3 separate regions of the Mus musculus genome follow, and all the other regions are linked to region 1. A link is a contact called in public Hi-C data. All regions are on one chromosome and are shown on one strand. The core of a region is the stretch at or near the end of the contact, and the rest is flanking DNA. Distances in the headings are between cores, read along the strand shown.

What was found. A called contact is a pair of places that touch in the nucleus more often than the background predicts.
Region 2: a Hi-C map of the N1E-115 cell line shows a contact between it and region 1, with 5 times the contacts expected there. A contact is called at or near these places in 1 of 484 Hi-C or Micro-C datasets (the N1E-115 cell line) and 1 of 130 datasets of targeted methods (astrocytes).
Region 3: a Hi-C map of the N1E-115 cell line shows a contact between it and region 1, with 7 times the contacts expected there. A contact is called at or near these places in 1 of 484 Hi-C or Micro-C datasets (the N1E-115 cell line), 1 of 130 datasets of targeted methods (bone marrow-derived dendritic cells) and 1 of 9 other capture datasets (embryonic stem cells).

What each region holds. Positions count from the first base shown.
Region 1 is chr19:14,423,515-14,426,153 of GRCm38.p6, reverse strand. All of the region lies in intron 2 of Gm8630 (predicted gene 8630), which reads left to right. Among named protein-coding and RNA genes, the nearest start is that of Gm8630, 11 kb to the left of the region's middle.
Region 2 is chr19:15,325,247-15,327,885 of GRCm38.p6, reverse strand. All of the region lies in intron 3 of Gm46645 (a long non-coding RNA gene), which reads left to right. Among named protein-coding and RNA genes, the nearest start is that of Gm46645, 14 kb to the left of the region's middle.
Region 3 is chr19:14,954,820-14,957,458 of GRCm38.p6, reverse strand. No RefSeq gene overlaps it. Among named protein-coding and RNA genes, the nearest start is that of Tle4, 360 kb to the right of the region's middle.

The DNA of each region.
Region 1 (2,639 bases), core at 99-2,598:
GGATGAAGCTAGATGGTGTTCTGTTAAGTAAAACAAGCCAAGCACAGTCAGATGGGTATCCGGTGAGTTCACATCTTTGTGGAATCTAAGCATGCTGATTAGGCGTTCGAGAGAGCAGCGTGCAGTCAGCGGAGGTCAGGGAGGCACAAGGGCTGAGTTCATGCAGTTAGGCAGATGTGTCTTAGGTAGAGCCCTACCTTAGAGCCAGCTCACCAGAGTTTAGAGTAGTGTGACTATTCCCAAACTGCTAATAGGAGATTTTAAATGTTGTCAACAGTAAATCAGTAAGTGGGCCTGTTAGTTCCTTTGGTTTAATCGTTCCACAGTACATCTGAACAAAACGCTGTGCCCCATAAATATATACCGTTTTGTCAATTAAAAACAAAAACGCCTGCCTTTTAACAGGAACACAGGCCTTCTGCTTTCTAGACTGTAGAGACAGAGATTGAGATACACTTTCTGGGTTTTCCCCTCTCACTTTTATAATTTTTTCCTCTGGTAGAGCCTTTATCAAAGCTTCTGATTCCACAAGGCAAAGCCAGTGATTTGCTTGCTTGCCAGCCTGTCGTAGCTGAGTCCAATTTCTGTAAGTCGGAAACATGTCTTCTGAACTCAGCAACCTTTCTTATCAGAGGCTGATAAGTGTGGCCACCACACGCAGCCCACAGACCTCCTTTGAGAAGCCCTAACCTGGATGGTACCTCTCTAGTGCCCTGGACTCCTGACCCACAATGGCCCTTGAGGCAGCCTCACTCAAGGGAACGAGACACAACCAGAAGTCACATATGCATCCAGGTTGGTCAGAAAGTTACTGCACACATATTACACTGCCCCCTTCAGCTGAACTGCATCAAGCAAGGTGTTAATCTGTAAAGTGCACTTTTTTTTTTCTATCAAGATAGTGAATTCCATCGACTTACTTATCACATATCCCGGCCTAGTTTCCCGCTACTGTGTTGGTATTATGGATTTAAAGCAAGTTTGTTCCCACATCTCCCGAGTTTATAATCTGGGTTTATAATTTTCTGCTAAAAGGTTAGGTTGCCGACTTTGGCTGATCAGAGCACATTTGGAGTCCATCAAATTTTAATTTATGAATAAACACAAGGAGACTGTCTCTCTCCTGGACATAAATCGTGAAGTTGTTTTTGTCACCGGAGACAGAGATGTTGTAAAACTTTGGCTTTAATCTCTTCCCCGTTTGGCTGTCCTTGTTCCAGAGTCGGGTCTTTTAAAATCTTGTTAAATACATTACAGCTTGTTACAGCCTCTGTTTATATTAGGGACTCACTAAGAGGAGGTGTCAATGATGTAAACATTACATGAAAGTAAGGGTTGCAGAGATGAGAACAGTGCTTAATGGAGCAGCTTTGCTAGTGGGAAGGGCTCTGACACTGACCAGAGCTGGTCTCAGAGGGAGCAGCTCCCTTGCCACACCGCCTTTTAGCAACCTTTAAAAAACGATCTACGCTTGTTTACACAAAAGTGTTTCAAGCCCTCTTCTGCTATAAATTGTGTATGGCTCAGCCTGTGCATTAGGACTCATGCTAAATGTCTTTATCTGGAAAGATAAAAGAAATATTTACGATTCCTCTGAAATGTATTTGCCTTCCCATGGCTTTGGCTAATAATACGATCAACTAAAAGGAGCCGCTTAAGAACTGCTGTTTATCTTACAAACAGTAGCCTAAGGCCTCTGCTATCTTCTAACGGCTAACGTCTAATGAATAATTAGGGCTCTGACACACACACACACACACACACACACACACACACACACACACACACACGTTCTCTAAGAAGAGAAGCTTGCCTGGTTCTTAAGGAGGAGCCATGATGAATTGTTATGTTTTCGAAGATTGGTTTCTTAAGTTCATACATGATTAAAGTATGCCCTAAAGGAAATACAAATTGAAAACATGCTGCAATCCCATTTTATACCACCAGGCTCCAGAGTATAAATTCCAAGAGCATCAAGTATTAGTGAAAATGTGCTACAAAGAGAAGTTTCCTATCAGCTGGTGATGATGTGATTTGGTTCAGAAAGTTTGTAAAGACAATTTCATCTTATAAAGTGGAACTCATGAATACAGCTGGGCATTTCCCCCTCTTAGCTAGGTATATTAGGGCATTATTGTATAGGTATACTAGAATTGAGACAAGAATCTTTTCGTTAATGTAATTTCTAATAGCAAAATGCTCAAACAGAAACTCCAAATGACTATTGTGTGGTATTTGATTCATATAATGGAATATACTACTGTAGCAAAAACGACTTAAATGCAGCGACATAGGCCAAGCATGCATGACGCTGAAAACAAAAGATTAGATTAAACAGAAAGTTTCATGGGACTGCAGAGATAGTACAGGGATTGATACCACTCACTGCTTTTCTGGAGGCCCTGTTTTGGGTCCCAGTACCCATGTTTGGCAGTGCAATTGCCTGTAACTCCAGCTTAACAGCAATCTAACACTGTCTTCTGGACTCTAGACACCTACACATATGTTGAGCATGTGTATAACATGTACAAATGCAGATACACATGTACACATAATTTAAAAACATGTTTAAAAAGCAAGTTCAAGAAAAATATAAACAAGAAATTTTTGCTTGAATAATACTAAACAAGTAAACAATG
Region 2 (2,639 bases), core at 71-2,570, 900 kb before region 1:
TCATGTACCTCCCATCATGTGCTCTGATTCCATTCCTCTACAGGGTGTAATTTTAAATATGTAAAAAAGTTCTGTACTCCTGCCGAAGTTTTATCTCCTGTTTTAATACATAACTTCAGTGATTGATTTCTATAATAATTCAGAAAATAAATTTATAGCAACATTAACTAAACCCACACATACACACTGTGCCATTAACGTATGGAACAATGCACTAGGCAAAACTGCCACCACCTTTATCAGAATAGGCATAATCATTGCAGAGTATCACCATAGCTGGGCTTGCTGACTGTTGGTCTTCCTTCTCGGGAGAGTGGGTGGGAAGGTCTTAAAACCCTCAACCCAAGTAGTCAAACACTCCTCCCATCCAGTTGTATGAAATTCTGACTTTCAGAGGCTTTCAGAGAAGAGTTAGAGGGTGGGTGTGAGATCAACTAGGGGGAGGGGTTCCATTTAAGTTTCAACAGAAGAATCATAATCCATGCTGAGTGAAGACCTTCCTGTGTGGCTGATCTAAAGTTGCCCACACTCCTGCCCATAACCACTCACCCGTTACACTGAAGGGAGCCTGATGAACTCCTTGGTTTCCTAGAGTGTATTTTGGTGGGCGTGTACATCAGGGTATTGTTAGGAACTTAGGAGGAAGTGGTAGATATGTTCATGTTTCCCTTACGGAAGAAATTTTCACATCAGTCATAAACTGTATTAGACACAAAAACATATGCAATAATAAAGATATGTAATGATATTAAAATAAACTTGCAATGACTTTGGAATTTTCCATATGTGAGACTGAGACACTGTTTATTTGTACTGTATATATGGTATATAACACAAGTCTCAGAATAAACTTATGAATGAAATGCAATTACTCTTCCCATTTTACTGATGTGGAAATTGACGAAAGAAGAAATTAAATATTTAAGTATAAGTTCAAATGCTTGTGTATGGTAAAGCAGGAATTTGAAACTGTATTTACTAAACTTCAGTCTGTTCTTCGAAGTATTTAATTCTGATTTCTATAGTTTAAGGTAGAAGATGGGCATGTAATTATAATTATTGTATATTTGTAAAATAGAGGAGATAGGGGTGACAGAGAAAAGGATGGCTTTAGGTTTCAGTACAGATTTCAACAGAAGATAATTCTTTGAAGGATGTACCCTTGAAGAGTTCATGGGACATTGAGAAAAAGTGACAAATAATGATCAAAGTAGATGACTGTAACCAGGTAAAACCATAACATTTGTAGATTGAGAGGCACAGGTACAGAAGGCCAGCGATGCGAGGATGTTGGTAGGAAGGAAAGATGATACTGAAAGCTGCAAACATCAAGGAGGTGAGAGGAAATGATCAGGAAGTGTAGGGGGCATCAGGAGGATGCTAGTAATTAGAACTGTACTGTTGGGTATCCTCAGCAGCACTTCCCATGCTAAACTGGAAGGGATGAACTCAAGAAAAGTAAACATGAGACATCACGATACAAAGGAATATCTGAGTCTGTCATCAAATGGTTGTATGCCACAGGAGGAAATACCATGCACCAGATATGCTCAGAGCCATACTGAGTACAGTGTGGGGTGGGGACCAGGACATCATAGATGTCTGCTTTTTGTCACAGACTGCTAATTTGGGGCCCTGTTTCTGATTATCATCCAAACTATGCTTCTTAATTCTAGGGAACAAAGACATTGATACTCTAAATGAATGGCCTGCTTCTGTTGCTGGCTGTATGGCTGGCCTGCTTTCCCTCAACAGCTATTAATGGGTATTTTCTGTTTCATCAGAACCTTGCTGTGCTGGATATCCCTTGTGTATTATCAAGTGCCCTTTCCTCCCCTACCAATTAAGCCCCAAAGATAACAGGAGCAAAGTAATGTGTGATTCAATAGAATCTTTGCAATATTTAAAGGTCTAATATTAAGGGCTGTATTGGGTTATTGAGCATTCAATTAAAGCATCTCAAGTGTTTAATTTAGGATTTTCCATAGGACAGGTATTGTTTGTTAATTAGTTAATTAAATAACAAATGATTATTGAAAACATGCATTAGGATTAAGCAAGCTGCAAGAGAGATAAAGATATCTCCAAGGCAATTAGCTCACTGTAATTTTAATGATAAATGTGTAATTAGACTCTTATTCTAAAGAGATTGTTTGGAATGCTTTGCAAGCATTAAACAGGCATGTAACAAGATACTTACTTATATAACAAGCAAAATATAATTCTAATTCTTATTAAGCATCAGCCTGTGTGTTCAAATGATGCATAATTTGCTAAAAGCAAAAATTTTACAAGTATTAGTCCTTATAAAAATATAATCCATTAAAAGCTTATGTAACTAAATTATTTAAAAACCAGATTTATTCCCAAGCCTATTTATTTCCCTTCTTAGACAATTACCAGAGCCTCTCAAATGTATTATGACTCGGTGTGAGTTTATGCATTTATGCATCAGCAGTTGAGAGGATTACGAGGCACATCAAAATCCCTATCCCCAACCCAGTCCCATGTCTATTTACAAAGAATCAAACAGTCCTCTTACAGGTCTAGAACCTCCCACAGTTCTGGTACTTGTCATTATATATGTGCCCACACAGACTTGAATGAACACAGTAAAGGAGTGGAGATGTTTCTGATGG
Region 3 (2,639 bases), core at 44-2,543, 530 kb before region 1:
CCTCCCCGACATACTCCTTGCTCTGACGCTGATTCTGAGATGGAGAATGGCCTCCCACCAGTCTGAGCACAAGGGTGTGGCGTCACCCGCAGGCTTGTTCCCCTTAACTCTGCTCACTTCTTTGTATTCCGTCATTTCATTAAATGCTCAGGAAAAAGCCTGTCTGTGATCCTGACTCATACAGAGAATTACAAGGTCCCCTACTCAGTCTCAAGGAGCATGATTAAGAACACAATTGAAAGTCTCCAGGGCTGCAGGGATAGTGCAGGGGGGTGGAGGTGGCAGCGGGGTTTCAGGGAAGACAGGCTCCTTGTTCTCTTGCACTTGCACCAGTCTTCGATCCTTTGAGCATTTGTACTTTAACCAGTGCCTCTGGTGTTCCTGCACACTTGCAGACAGGTGGGAAGCCAGTGCCCCCACACAATTCAGTTGCCTTCTTCACCTGGGTGAATTCTAATCACTGGAGCACACATGGCAGTTATGAGGTACGTGCATTTCAGGATTAAACGTGAGAGCGTCCTAATCTGTGCGCCAACATTCACCCAGCTGTGGCTTGCCTACCTAGTTTTCAATATTCAAGAGACTGTGGTCTGTGTTCTGGTGGTCATCAGTCCAGCAAGACTGCTAGCTGGGTTTTATTCGTAAGTGAGGTGGTGGTGTTCTACCTTACCATAAATAAATAGAACATCTTCACACTGGTTTCTGTCTTCTAGGATTACAGTAACTAGAACAGACTCTGAAGAGCAGTTTACTTATAGAAACAGGTTGACAGCCAGGATGCTCACCTCTGTCCTTCCTCACAGCCACAGCCACCAGCTTTCTGCTGTGTCACACTATGGCCTTAGCTGTCACAGAGCAGCGGGGGCTGGGAAGAAGCTTGGCTACAATCCCTGCAATTAGAAGCTGACCCTGAGATAAAAGTAACCGGAGGGCTGTACTTAATTGAATTCAAGTGACACTGTTCAAGCTCAGAAGGCAGAAGTGAGGGATACTGCTGCCTCTCAGACACAATAGCAAAGGCCCAGAACGGCTTGTTATTAAAACTACTGAAAAGTCCTTTCAAAGGAAAAAAAGCTGCTCTTTCCTACCTCTTAGCTAAGAGTGATTTTCCCCCCATTTTATAAAAATTGTGGTCCAAGTTTCATGAGAAGGCTTTACAAAGTTATCTTTAACTCTGTCAGCATTGCCAGTGTCAAACTCCAGTGAGGATGATTGTAATGTAACGTTAGCATTTTGTTGCACAATAGGAGATTTAGAGGGGAAAAAAGGGGGGTGGGAATGAAAGGACATAACCACAGAATGGTGAAGCTTCACTACTGCTCACGGGAAAGCCGTTGGTCTGGTGGTGTGGTAATGACAGGAACATAGGGAGATGAAGCCTGGCAGAGGTTGAAACCCTAGAGCTCAGAACAGTGGCAGAAATATCATATGACTGATTCACTAGCAGCAATGATGTGGCTTAACCTAAACCTAAAGGCAGAGTGACTACATTTTTAACCAAATTCTTAAAAAGTGCTTGCGCAAAGCCCTCTCCAAAGTGTCTTAGTTGAGAATGTCTGTATCTAACTCTGCTCTAGGAAGCAAGCTCTGGAAACAAGAAGAAAGGAAAGAAAATGTAAAATGTGTATACTAGATGAAGCATACAAAATTATAATAAATAGTGTCAGAAACAAGAAAGTAGGGCCTCTGTTGTGAGGAATTGTTTTATTCTTTGTGAAAAAAAAAATCATAGATGTATTCAGCAGAGCAAAAGTAGGGAAACATAACATTGACAATAGAAACCTCAACACTTTCAGAAGAAAATGTGAACCCAGGAAGGTGGGCAAAATGTAGTGCGATGGTGCCTAGTCACTATAGGTAGCAGAGGATAAGGGTGGATGACAGTCATCAGAGAAACACCGGGCTTAGAAAAGCTCGGTGGGATGCATTAAAATTCATGTTTGTAAAGGCACTTTTAAAATATTAAGAAATGTTTTTACTACAGCAAGCGAGAGGAGGTCCTCTCACAAAACTTCTTACCTGCCTCCCCTGGGAAGACAACTGATTACATATCCAAATGAGCTAACCACAGGCATATTGCGTCTGACCTTTGGAAGAACACTTTTGATGCTGTGCTGTAGAAAGGGTGCTCTGTCAGACAGCTATTAAGCTAGGAGCAAGCACAGGCTTTGGCTGGGGAGGTATAACTCTGTGAGCTGTGTCATATGGAGACAGCCGGCAAAGAGCCATGAAGCAGTCTCCTCCGTGTACTAACAAGGTGAGCCAGCCAATCTTCAGAAGCCGGGATGCAGGGAGATTGATGGGGAAAGCTCTATCACTGTCTAGGGAAGATCTCCTACCCAGGCAGTCCTTTCAGTCTGTGGCACTTGCATGGGGGTAGGGGTGGAGGGGTTTCAGATTCTTCCTGATAGATTTGCACTTTCTTTAATAGTATATAATAGTATACCAAGTTTACATAAGAGTGCTTCTGTAGCTTTTGTTTCACCATCAAAATGCCAGGTAAACATATCTTGACTTACCGGCAAGAAAATGAGATTCACCAAGCCCCACCACCTACTTATTCCTGGACACACAGACCCACTGTGTCTAGTTAATGACAATGTGTCCTTGGCATGCCCTGCCCAGCTGTGGATGAGGTT